Linked DNA regions of Mus musculus: regions 1, 2 and 3 are each linked to region 4. A link is a contact called in public Hi-C and HiChIP or PLAC-seq data. All regions are on one chromosome and are shown on one strand. Each heading gives the region's core, a stretch centred on a gene start, on an enhancer-like site or on the middle of the called end of the contact. The rest is flanking DNA. Distances are from core to core; before and after follow the strand shown. Region 1 has its middle 7.2 kb from the start of Tmem220. Region 2 overlaps Tmem220 (transmembrane protein 220). Region 3 overlaps Gm40032 (a long non-coding RNA gene). Region 4 has its middle 71 kb from the start of Gas7.

Evidence for each region. Hi-C and Micro-C count contacts between places; a contact is called where the count stands out from the background. HiChIP or PLAC-seq counts read pairs in DNA pulled down with a chosen protein or histone mark.
Region 1: a contact with region 4 is called in a FOXA1 HiChIP or PLAC-seq map of pancreatic cancer cells. The contact joins two enhancer-like sites. A contact is called at or near these places in 1 of 39 promoter capture datasets (embryonic stem cells) and 1 of 115 datasets of contacts at active chromatin or transcription factors (pancreatic cancer cells).
Region 2: a contact with region 4 is called in a Hi-C map of liver, with 4 times the contacts expected there. The contact joins two enhancer-like sites. A contact is called at or near these places in 1 of 39 promoter capture datasets (embryonic stem cells) and 1 of 484 Hi-C or Micro-C datasets (liver).
Region 3: a contact with region 4 is called in a FOXA1 HiChIP or PLAC-seq map of pancreatic cancer cells. The contact joins two enhancer-like sites. A contact is called at or near these places in 1 of 484 Hi-C or Micro-C datasets (embryonic stem cells) and 1 of 115 datasets of contacts at active chromatin or transcription factors (pancreatic cancer cells).

Annotation. Positions count from the first base shown.
Region 1 is chr11:67,016,640-67,019,339 of GRCm38.p6, forward strand. No RefSeq gene overlaps it. Among named protein-coding and RNA genes, the nearest start is that of Tmem220, 7.2 kb to the right of the region's middle. Within about 2 kb of position 1,327, at least 77 of the 459 cell types and tissues checked have an H3K27ac peak or open chromatin away from gene starts, as enhancers often do. A contact at or near this core is called in pancreatic cancer cells, where this site is marked.
Region 2 is chr11:67,033,687-67,036,386 of GRCm38.p6, forward strand. It overlaps Tmem220 (transmembrane protein 220), which reads left to right. Exons shown (of 6, transcript NM_001291042.1): 6 at 423-1,626. The coding sequence ends at 558. Among named protein-coding and RNA genes, the nearest start is that of Tmem220, 9.9 kb to the left of the region's middle. Within about 2 kb of position 1,270, at least 6 of the 459 cell types and tissues checked have an H3K27ac peak or open chromatin away from gene starts, as enhancers often do. A contact at or near this core is called in liver, where this site is marked.
Region 3 is chr11:67,818,574-67,821,273 of GRCm38.p6, forward strand. The region is part of intron 2 of Gm40032 (a long non-coding RNA gene); the gene reads right to left. Among named protein-coding and RNA genes, the nearest start is that of Dhrs7c, 22 kb to the left of the region's middle. Within about 2 kb of position 1,353, at least 20 of the 459 cell types and tissues checked have an H3K27ac peak or open chromatin away from gene starts, as enhancers often do. A contact at or near this core is called in pancreatic cancer cells, where this site is marked.
Region 4 is chr11:67,514,249-67,516,948 of GRCm38.p6, forward strand. It overlaps a transcript of Gas7 not described here. Among named protein-coding and RNA genes, the nearest start is that of Gas7, 71 kb to the right of the region's middle. Within about 2 kb of position 1,428, at least 80 of the 459 cell types and tissues checked have an H3K27ac peak or open chromatin away from gene starts, as enhancers often do. A contact at or near this core is called in liver and pancreatic cancer cells, where this site is marked.

The sequences.
Region 1 (2,700 bases), core at 77-2,576, 500 kb before region 4:
CACAGTTTGCAAACAGAGACATTAGCAACTCTGACGTGTACAAACGCTACAGTGTTGACGAGTACAGGCACACGGATAACAACCTCTCCCTCAAGATACAGAGCACTGTGGTCACTGGCCACACACTCTCTCCTGACCTCTCCTAGTCCATCCCCACCCATCCCAGGGGAATGGCCGACGGGATGTGCTTCACCAGAAATGGCCTTACCTGGTGACGACTTTCTCATAAATAACCTTCCTTCTCTCCTCTCTCTGAGCATGGCTGCCTATCCAGGATGCTGAGGCGTTCCTTCCCTTATGTTTCTATCAGTGATCCACTGTGTGACTGAGTCACAGAAAGACCGTTCTCCTCTTGACTGCAACAATTATTTAATAAAGAAAAGTATTATTCATTAGCAAGTTTCCTCTTAGGGGTGATGTGGGGGGTCTAAGAGACAGCTCAGATGGAACAAGCACTTGCCGCACAAAGCAGACACCCAAGGGTGCTCCTCAGAGCTCCCTATGGAAGGAGAGAACCAACCCCTGAGAAGTGTCCTATGACCTCTGACAGGCGTGCTGTGGCATTCCCAAACACGCACATGATCAGGACTGATACCTGGATTGAAAAAATAATCCTGTTAAGAATTCTTTCATCATCTAAAGCTAGCAGGAGGCCAGCAAGATGGATCAGCAGATGAAAACACTTGCCTCCAAGTCTGAGGACCCAAGTTCAATCCTAGGACCCACACGGTAGACACAGAGAACTGACACTCACAAGTTTATCCTCTGACCTCCATGTGTGCATGCACACACCCCCACATACATGCACATACAAATGCAAATAAAAATATTAATGACTAAAGCTAGCACATCCACCAACTGGGAATGAAACATCTAAAGGCTGCTTGCTGTTCAGTAGCTGCAAGTGGGGCATGAGGCAGGCCTGGGTCACTGCTGTCTGTAATAGGATGTCTGTTGGTTTGTTCCAGAATTTTGCTCTGGTCCTGGTGACATATATCTAACCTTCTGTTCTTTGTCATAAAACAAAAAGGTATTTTTTTTCTAGGTAACTGTTTTGGTGAGTGTCAAGAATCCTTTGAACTCATATACACTGTAAAAAGATCTAACGGATGGTAGGTGTTCATCTGGACGGTTCCTTAAGTCTGTGGCTCTTTCCTGTCATAGTGGCTTAGCCCCAGCTGTGTGCTAACTGTGCTGGGCCTGGGGAAGCAACTGGAAGAAAGAAAGAAAACAGATGCAGATATTCTCCTCATGGGGCTTGTAGTCTGGTGAGTCACACAGACACCAAGCAACTCATTGTTTAATTGCCAGTGTGACCATACTACCAGAGCTAAAGGCAGCTGCGGAGGGTGTGGCAGGGTTGCCCCAGGAGACCGAGTGCAAACAGGAGGGAGAGTAAAATAGGCGAAGGAGAAGGAGCGGGTGGAACCCAGATCTGCAGGAGCGAGATTTGCATAATAGAAGGCTGTGTAACCAAAGGGTTACAGGGGACATAACTGATATGAAGATGTGGGGAAGGAAGCCCTACGGGGAGGAAGTTCAGACTGCTGGACCCAGCTTTGTCGGATTTTACTGACTGTTCAAACTATTGGTCTTTGACCCTGGAGTTCCTATTTGAAGATTAGGTGAGGTTGTCTGGTCTGTACAATCTTTAAGTTTCTGGTGCTCCGGAGAGCAGTGCCCTGCATCAATCTGAAGAAGGGGGCGGGGAGGTGGGAGGGCGAGGCAGGAGTGGAGGAGGGGCATAGCACAGGATGGAGACAGGGAAGGAGGGAGGGATGGTTTTAGGTAGAAGTTTGAGAGTTGTGTCTTGCAGAGGTCACCAGTTGCAAAGTGAGTGGGAGCAAGCTCAGAACCTAGATCTTGGCTTGGCTACCCTCACAGGTACAGCACTGCGAGGGGTGGGCAGTTTAAACAACAGGTTAGTGCCGTGCTGTGAGTTCACAATGCCATCAGGGTTGCTTCTTTCCTGGCCTCCTGCTCACAGCTCCTCCCGTGGCTTCCCCTGGGCTCTCCCAGAAGGGGAGAAGGATGTTTAGAGATGTATATTGAATCCTCTTCCTATAAGAACACCAGTCCTTGAAGGAGATGAAGGGGTTTGCAACCCCATAGGAAGAACAACAATATCCACTAACCAGACCGCCCCCCCCCCCCTCAGAGCTCCCAGGGACTAAATCACCAACCAAAGAATTCACATGAAGGGGACCCATGGCTCCAGCTGCAGAGGATGGCATTGTCTGGCATCAGTGGATGGAGAGGCCCTTGGTACTGTGAATGGTTTGATGCCCCAGTGTAAGGGAATGCCAGAGTGGTAAGGTGGGAATAGGTGGATGGGTGGGCAAGCACCCTCACAGAAGCAGGGGGAGGGGAAGGGGAGGGGGTTTCCTGAGGGGAACTGGGAAAGGGGATAGCATTTGAAATATAAATACATAAAATATCCAATAATAAAAAAATAAAGAATGCCAGTCCTATCAGGTGAGGATCCCACCCTAGTGACGTCACTTAACTATCTCCATAAAAGCCCTTTCTCCATATAGTCAGCATAAGGACAAGGAGGGTAGCTCAGCTCAGTCCACAATAAGACAGATGCTGGGGAAACCAGCCAGGAGGCCTGGGAGAGCGCAGGGGCAGCCTCCTTTTCAAGGAGTAGCAGTAAGAAGGGACGATGCTGTGCAGAAAGGTCTGTGAGAGTCACAGGTT
Region 2 (2,700 bases), core at 20-2,519, 480 kb before region 4:
GGTGCTACATCTTCTTATCCCAGCACTCAGAGGGGTGAGGCAGGAGGATTGCTACAAGTTAAAGGCCAGCCTGAGCTACATAACAAACATGAGGCCAACAAGAACCACACAGCAAGACTCTGTCTCAGAGAGAAATGCTTCTTACAGGGTTCCCAAAGGAGGAGGTGGTACTGACTAGGGAAAGATCAATTTTAGCAGTCTAATTACTCAGTATTCCTCAAAACAGAGTGGGAAAAGGCATTTGCAACATATATCAAGTATATACATATATAAAAGTATATACAAATTTAATGCAATTCAACATTAATTTCAATAAAGAGAAACTATTAAGATGTGATGTTTTACCAATTCAAACTTTATGCATATTTCCAAAGCAATTTATTTTCTTAGACTTCAATTTACAATACTTTTTATTTTTATAGGAATCCAGGTGGTGGAAGAATGCACTTGGCTATTGCTGTTGTAATCACCCTACTCCCACTCCTGTCGTGGGTCTACGTACACATGAACAAGGAGATGCGGTCCTCCTGGCCAACTCACTGCAAGACAGTCATTTAAATGAACCCAATAATGTTTACAACATGTTATACACATTGGGGTAATGGGACGATTTCCCAGAGATGATTTAAAGTCTTGGGAATGTAACAAGGCTACTCACAATGTGATGGAAGATTGACTAGGTCAGATAAGAATTGGGAGCTGAGTCTCCAGAGGTCTCTTCTGCAACAGCACTGGACCAGGCAATGAGCAGAAACTTGAGTTTGAATCCAGCTTTAGCACTATGTGATGGGGCAAACCCACGAATCTCCTGGTACATATTTCCTCACATATAAAGTAGGATGTCAGATCTCATTAGTTACCACAACCAAACTATTGTTGAAGGCACTCTGAGAAGATGAAGCTCACTTGAGTTCCAAAGGGAGTAAGAGTGAGAGGGGGCTGAGGCTATAACCAGCCTCATGCTGACATGGAGGGAGGTTCAAAAACTAATCTTAATGTACTTAACTGGCTCAGCTGTACTGAACCCAGAAAAATTCCAGGGCAGGTGAACCAAATGAAAGTAGAAATTAAAGAAAATATAGAAAAGATAAATTTGGAGTTAGCAAGAATAGGGAATATTAATCATAAGTTATTCTCCGTGAAAACTAAGATGGAAATCTATACATCTTTTTAATGAATGTTGAAGTGACCACAGGGGAGGAGAGCTCTGTAGGGTGACACAGTCCAACAGGGCATACACAGGTTGTTATCGAGCACTTGACCTGTGGGCAGAGCACTTGACCTGTGGGCAGGGTGACCAAAGAAGTCAATTTTTAACTTTTCTACTTTTAGAAGCAGGGAGTCAACTGCCAGGAAAAGTTAAGTGTGCATGGGATCGTGTGTGTGTGTGTGTGTGTGTGTGTGTGTGTGTGTGTGTGTGTGTGTGTGTGTGTGTGTGTGTGTGTGTGTGTATGGATCTTCTTCAACTGCAAATTTTGGTATGGACTGTTGGTGTTGGTCTGGCGCTATGTATTCAAATGCTAAATACTGGCCCCTGAGATCTGATTGCCTCATTTCATGTACAGCAAATATTATGTAAACTTTGCTTGCCAATCTTTTGTGACTGGTTAAATAAAAGTGGTTAACAGCCAATTACTGGGGAGAATTACTAGGAAGGCAGGGCTTGTCATAGGGCTGGGGGAGAGGGAAAGAGAGAGAGAGAGAAGGAGGAGGAGGAAGAAAGAGGAGGAGGAGGAGGAAGAAAGAGGAGGAGGAGGAAGAAAGAGGAGGAGGAGGAAGAAAGAGGAGGAGGAGGAAGAAAGAAGAGGAGGAGGAGGAGGGAGCAGTTCACTTTGATGGGATGGACCAGGAGCATAGGCCGTTGATTGGCAAGTAACCTGGGGAGTGCAGCTGAGAAATAGCCAGTCTAGCACTGAAAAAATAGTTTAGGGGTAATCGTCCAGTCATTGTGCTGGAAGCTGATTAAATAAATAGTTTGGACTCTGTCTCGATTATTAGGGGGCTGACAGGGTCACAGTAATTACTAGTTATTTAATACTACTAGTTATTAAATACCTTACAGCAACAGGCAACAGGTGAAGCATTTGCAAGAGTTTAGCGTTGGGGTGGATGTGCTCCAGTGTAAAACACAGTAGACGTTAGAGACACAAACACAGAACAATGTATTTTATACTAAGTGCATGCTGAAAAAATATTTTGAGATAAGTCGGGCTAGATAAAATATATTGAATTTATCTTTTTTTTAATTTTCTTTTTTTTTAAAAGATTTATTTATTTATTATATGTAAGTACACTGTAGTTGTCTTCAGACACTCCAGAAGAGGGAATCAGATCTTGTTACGGATGGTTGTGAGCCACCATGTGGTTGCTGGGATTTGAACTCAGGACCTTTGGAAGAGCAGTCGGTGCTCTTAACCACTGAGCCATCTCGCCAGCCCCTGAATTTATCTTTGAAGGTGTGATTGCTTGAGTATTATTTAAGTAGCTCACATTAAGTGTCAGATATCTGCAGGGGGAGCTTATCTAGGCTGGAATCAAACTCTAACCAGATGAGTGGTGGTTGACGTGGAATGCCCCCTCAGGCCCATGTCTGAATACGTGGTCCCCGCTTGGCAGTGATGCTTGGGTGGGTTAGAATGTGTGGCTTTGCTGGAGGAAGTAGTTGCTGGGGATGAGATTTGAGGTTTCAAAAGGTTCAGG
Region 3 (2,700 bases), core at 103-2,602, 300 kb after region 4:
AGGATATCGATGTGCGCTTTAGATTTAAACTGAGGGTGAGTGAAGCAGAAGGGCAGAGGTTTGCATAACTAAAGAGTCCTGGCTAGGTGTGTCTGGTTGATCATTGTATCTGTTCTGTTTCTGGGGGGGGGGGCGGGTGAAAGAAGCCTTTCTTGCTTAAGGGGACATGCCAGCTCCCATAAAGTTCCTGCTTGAGGGTAATCTCATGATAAGGTGTCTTACCCATAAGGCTCTACTCTTCCTGTGATCCATGGTGACTTGCAAGTTTGGCCAATGTTGAGAGAGACCTGTGAATACCATTTAGGGTCTGGAATAGGACATTATGAGAGCTGACTGCTGGGTAAACTAACATCTGTGCCTTCTGTCTTGAAGAGGGGTGAGACTGGTTAGGTGTCACCAGTTTTTATATGGACATTCCTTGAGGGACTGACATGCCTGCACACTGAGTTAACCCGAAGTCTGACCCGAAGTTTTCAAACAAAGGAGATGGATGTGAAAGCAAGGCATAGATGCCAGGTGTCTGTCCTGCTTTTGTTATCTTGCAAGCCTGAGTGAGGAGTCAACTAGGACCTGCTGTAATGGGGACAAAGGCCCAGCCTTTGGGTGACTGAGGAAGGAAAGGCTGTCACTAGAAGCATGCATGTGGTCACTGAGGGTTGCATTCTGGCAAAGCAAGGACTCTGGAGTAGGGAAAGGCCACTAGGATTCCACTAAAACAAGCCAGGGAGATCAGCTCTAAGGAAAAAGGACCCTTCTGTGTATGTGAGTTTGCTCTACCATCCCCTGCTAGCTGGCCAAGGGTTTTCTTAAATTGAGGGATCCCAGAGCCTTGGGGGGGGGGGTGGACCTAATAGAAATGATAGGTGGATATCCCAAGCAACCCATAAGTCAAATTTGCCGTCTCCCTCAGGATGCAACGTGTGGCTCTGGGATGTCACTCTGCCACCCTGCCATGGTGGGGCATCTCACTAGCATAGTAAATGAAAGTCTCCAACCTTTATATTGATACACAGAATGAAACAAATAAATGAAATGTTAACAAGGTAGAAACAAAGAGGGGGGGGTGGAAACAGATATGCTATGCAATAAGAGTGGTGACCACCAAGTGGCACTGTTGCTCCAAACACATTTTGCCAACACCTTCCTAGAAATTCCACAAAGCAGCAAGAGTCCATGCACCGTATTCACAATGTCTTGTACAATCGTAAGAAGGATCCCATGAAGGTCTCCTCTCTGCTAGGCTCCCTGGAAAGACTTGCATTCCGTGTCACAGATGGGAAAAGTGAGGGTGTCCATGCTCTGCTGCCTGCTGCTGCTGCTGCTGCTGTGCTGCTCAGGGGAAAACGAGGGTGGCCTGGAGTGACTTAACCCCGAGGACACAGAGTGACTGGATGGTATAAAGGACCTAGGTAGCAGTAGCTGTCCCAGATCCCAGACTGGTTATTCTAAGACGCAGAAGAGATTAAAACACCTCTCAGCTCCATGCTGTGAAAGACAAAGGTGATTAGTTTCTTGTCTTTGCTTCCTGCCCCAAAATTGAAAAGAAAAAAAATCTTTTAAAGTGGACTAAGTAGAAAAGCATAAAGAAACAGATAAATCTATCACAATTCCCAACCATTTTTAGCACATGTGCCCTTCCCTGGGAAGATTAGAACCCTCACTGAGGCACCACCTAAACCCCCAGGTTCCTGCTCCAGGACAGGGCTGTGAGGGGACCTCACAAATTCACGATGGCCAGGCTCAAACAGTCGCTATTTGCCTTACCAGATCCTTTGTTGGCTGCATCTCAGTGTCCCCAGGAGATGGCAGCAGTGGGCTCCCCTGGCTATTGACTATTGATGGGGCTCTGCCTCTGGAGATTGCCTGGCAGGAGAAAATGAGGCCAGGGCTCTTAACTTCCTCAGACTTCCATCGGGTTGCTGTGGTTGCCTGGACAGGTGGGCAGCAGATGTACCCTTAGGCTATACTATGGCTAGACAACTCCTCCCCTCATCCCTGGAGTTCAGGGAGGTTAACGGGTCTTGCTGTTGTTAACCCCAAGGGTGTTTCATAGCCCCTTGCCGGTTTCTGTTAACTCTAGCCACACTGCTTGACTAGTTTCTGCCTTATAATTTCCTAGGTTACCTCATTGCCTCAGAAACAGACCTCTGGCAATGTCTATGAGGATGTCTCTAGAGACTCTAGGGAAGACCCACCCTGAATATGAGTAGCACCATTCCATGGGCTAGGGTCCCAGAAGGGGAGAGTGAGCAGAGCACCAGCAGTCTCCTCTCTGTCCCCACAGCATGGTGAGCCAGATCTGCATAGGAGGAGGGGCTCCCAGGACGTCAGCACCAGCAAAGTGTATAATGCCCAGTCAAGGCTGCCCACTGCCAGCTCTGCCTGGGACTACAGTCAAGATGGTCTTTAACTCAGGATCTCTCACAGGAGTGAATCAAAGGTTGTTGAAGATATACCATGAGCCAATCTGAGTAGACCTTGGGCCATCCTGGTTGTCCATGGCTTCTTGCAGTCACTGTCATTCTGCATGCTGAGACAACTGTGTGAATGCTTAGGAAGTCAATTGTGACTTGGGCAGAGGGAGGGACATGACAGGCAGCAAGAACCCAACCTAGACATTTATTTCCTCAAGTAACTCAAAAGTTTTGTTTTGGGGCTGGAGAGATGGCTCAGTGTTTAAGAGCACTGGCTGTTGTTCCA
Region 4 (2,700 bases), core at 178-2,677:
CATGTGGTTGCTGGGAATTGAACTCAAGACCTTCGGAAGAGCAGTCAGTGCTCTTACCCACTGAGCCATCTCACCAGCCCCACAATAAATCTTTTTTTTTTTAAGAAGATACTTTTGTCAGATATATGCTCTATGAAACTTTTCTTTTCCCTTTTGTCCTTTAGAGCATAAAGGTTATTAAGTTAGGTGAAAGTTGATTGGCTTTGTTCCATTCTACTTCTGTTGTCCTGAGAAACTATTGCTTAATCCTGGTCATAAAGACTTTTGCCTGCATTTTCTTCTAGGGCATGCAGGCACGTGTGCCTGCTTGTGAGTGTGTGTGTGTGTGTGTGTGTGTGTGTGCGCGCGCGCGCTTGCGTGCCTGCCTGCCTCTCAGTCTGCCTGTCTGTCTGCCTGTCTGTCTGTGTACATCTGAATGCTATTGCCTGCAGAAACCAGTAGAGGGCATTGGGTCCTCCGGGGCTGGACTTAGAGAGCAGCAAGTGCTGCTAACATTTGGGCCATTTTTCTAGCCCCTTTAGAGAATTTTATAGTTTTAGCTCTGCCACTTAGGGTTTTGAGCCTAATGGTGTGAGGAATGGGTCTAGCTCCATTGTTTTGCATGCAGATACCTATTGTCCCAGCATCCTTTGCTGGTGACACTATCCTTTCCCTAATGAATGGTCTCTGCTTTAAAGCTAACACTTCCGTGCCTGTGTATTTTTAAATCAAAGGATGACAGATAAAGCTGCTGACCTGCAGGGAGGAATCAATCAAGCATCATTTCCGTTTACAATATCACTCTGCTTGGGATTTTTAGAAAAAGGCCTTCACATTTTTTTATTAACCCTGCATGCAGGCAAAGAACAAGTGTTGTAAATTAAATATAAGCAGGGAGACACCATGTTTTGCTTTCTGGCTCAGTGAAGGGGAAGGGGGAGGCCTTTGGCTTCAGCTGGCTCTGGAATTCCATGGGGTGTGGGATGAAAAATCAAAGCTGAGATAATCAAGTCTGGGTGCTCTGGCCCTGGGACGGGACATGCAAGGAATTGTGTGTCCCCTGGCTACCTCTTCCCTGTCCTCCTACCCCCTTGACTCAGGACTTCCCACAGCAGGAGGTCAGCACAGGAACATCCCAGCAGAGCAAGCAGTGGCCTCTGGACTCTGGGCAAGGACTTGATTTAGGAAGGGATTAGGGAACTGTTTCCTCCACCACAGAATGGAGTCCTGAAGCATCTTGGCCTGTGCCTCCCACGTGTGGGCTGGGTGTGGAGCAGCCCCGGGGACTGTTGGTGTGGGCTGTGAGGCTGCACCAACCGCCTTGGCTTCTTCTATGACTCAGCCTGGTCCAAGACTGGGTCAAGGACCTGAGTCCCAGACCTGGCCAGGTTCCCTGGAAACTGGACCTGAATCTTTCACTGGTCCAGTTCAGAGTCCACCCAACTGACCCAGAGAGCAGAAGATTTAGTTAAGCCCCAGATGTTTACATGTCTGACTCAGTGTTTGCCTGTACTCTGCAGAGAACTTATGTGGCCCAAGAGGTGGTCATGGAATTTGCTCAGATCTCTGTGAGGGTTCTACTGTTGAATCAGCATCTGCAGGGAGGAGCTGAAGGGGTGGGAGGGGGGAAGGGGGAAGAGGTTAAGAGGTAACAGCGTGTTACACACAGCCTGCTGGGAACTGGCCCAGGCTTGAGAATTCAAGGGCTAGACCTCCTTCAGTTTGCTTCTTGGAAGGAAACCTAGTACCTCTGCTTTCTCATCGTTACCCTAGAATCCAGAGAAAACCCACACTAACCCTTATTAACCTGGTTCAAGTTCATGTCAACAAGATCAAAGTTCTCAAAGGGCATTCGTGCATTTCCACCCTGTGCCCAGAGTGTGTCCCTTGGGGAGTGCACACCTAGAATCCTTCAGGGTTGCTGGGTGGGATTTGAATGCTGACATCCATCAGGGCAGAGAAAAACTGAGCCTTCTGTGGAATCGCTCAGCCTGTGAGACCAGTCCAAAAAGCACATGGTTCTGATACTGGCCAGCATAGCTGCAGCCATGCCTGCTTGTCTATGTTGGACTCAGGTTCATGCAGCAGGCTGTATGTAAGAGAGAGGCACAGTAGTGCCTGGAAATCAAGGGACTCCAAGACAAGTTGGTGGGCATTTGAAGAGGGGCTGATGGGGTTACCGGTGAGTCTCCTTTAGGGTTCCCCAAATCACTCTCTTATTATCTTTATCGTTTAGAGCAAAGCTGATGCTGACCACCCCAGAAAGTTAAATCATCTTGAGTGGGTTAAAGGGGCAAGTGCCAGGGCCTAGCAGGCACCTAAGACCCCAGGAACTGGGTATCATTCCAAACAGTGCTAGACAGTTTTCAAAAACGTGTGCCAGACTGGAATCTTGAAATTTCCCAGTTTTGAAATGTAGCCAGTCAGTTCAAATCAACACACTTGCTCCAGAGGGCTGCATCTGTCCAGCCTTTAGGTTTTAGTCTTAATAGATTAAAAATTAAATCCTAAGCACATAAAAAATTAGTGGAAAATCTATTACGTAATCTGCACTCACTCCTGGGGTTATAGGTTCCAATTTCCTAGCACTGTCTCCCTGCAACTATACAGGATTCTCCAAGTGAGGAAATAGACTATAGAAGGTCATATAGCTCAAGTACCAGAGCTGGGATTTGAACTCATAACCTATTGTGTGGCTGTCCTGCTATTTGTGGAAACTAG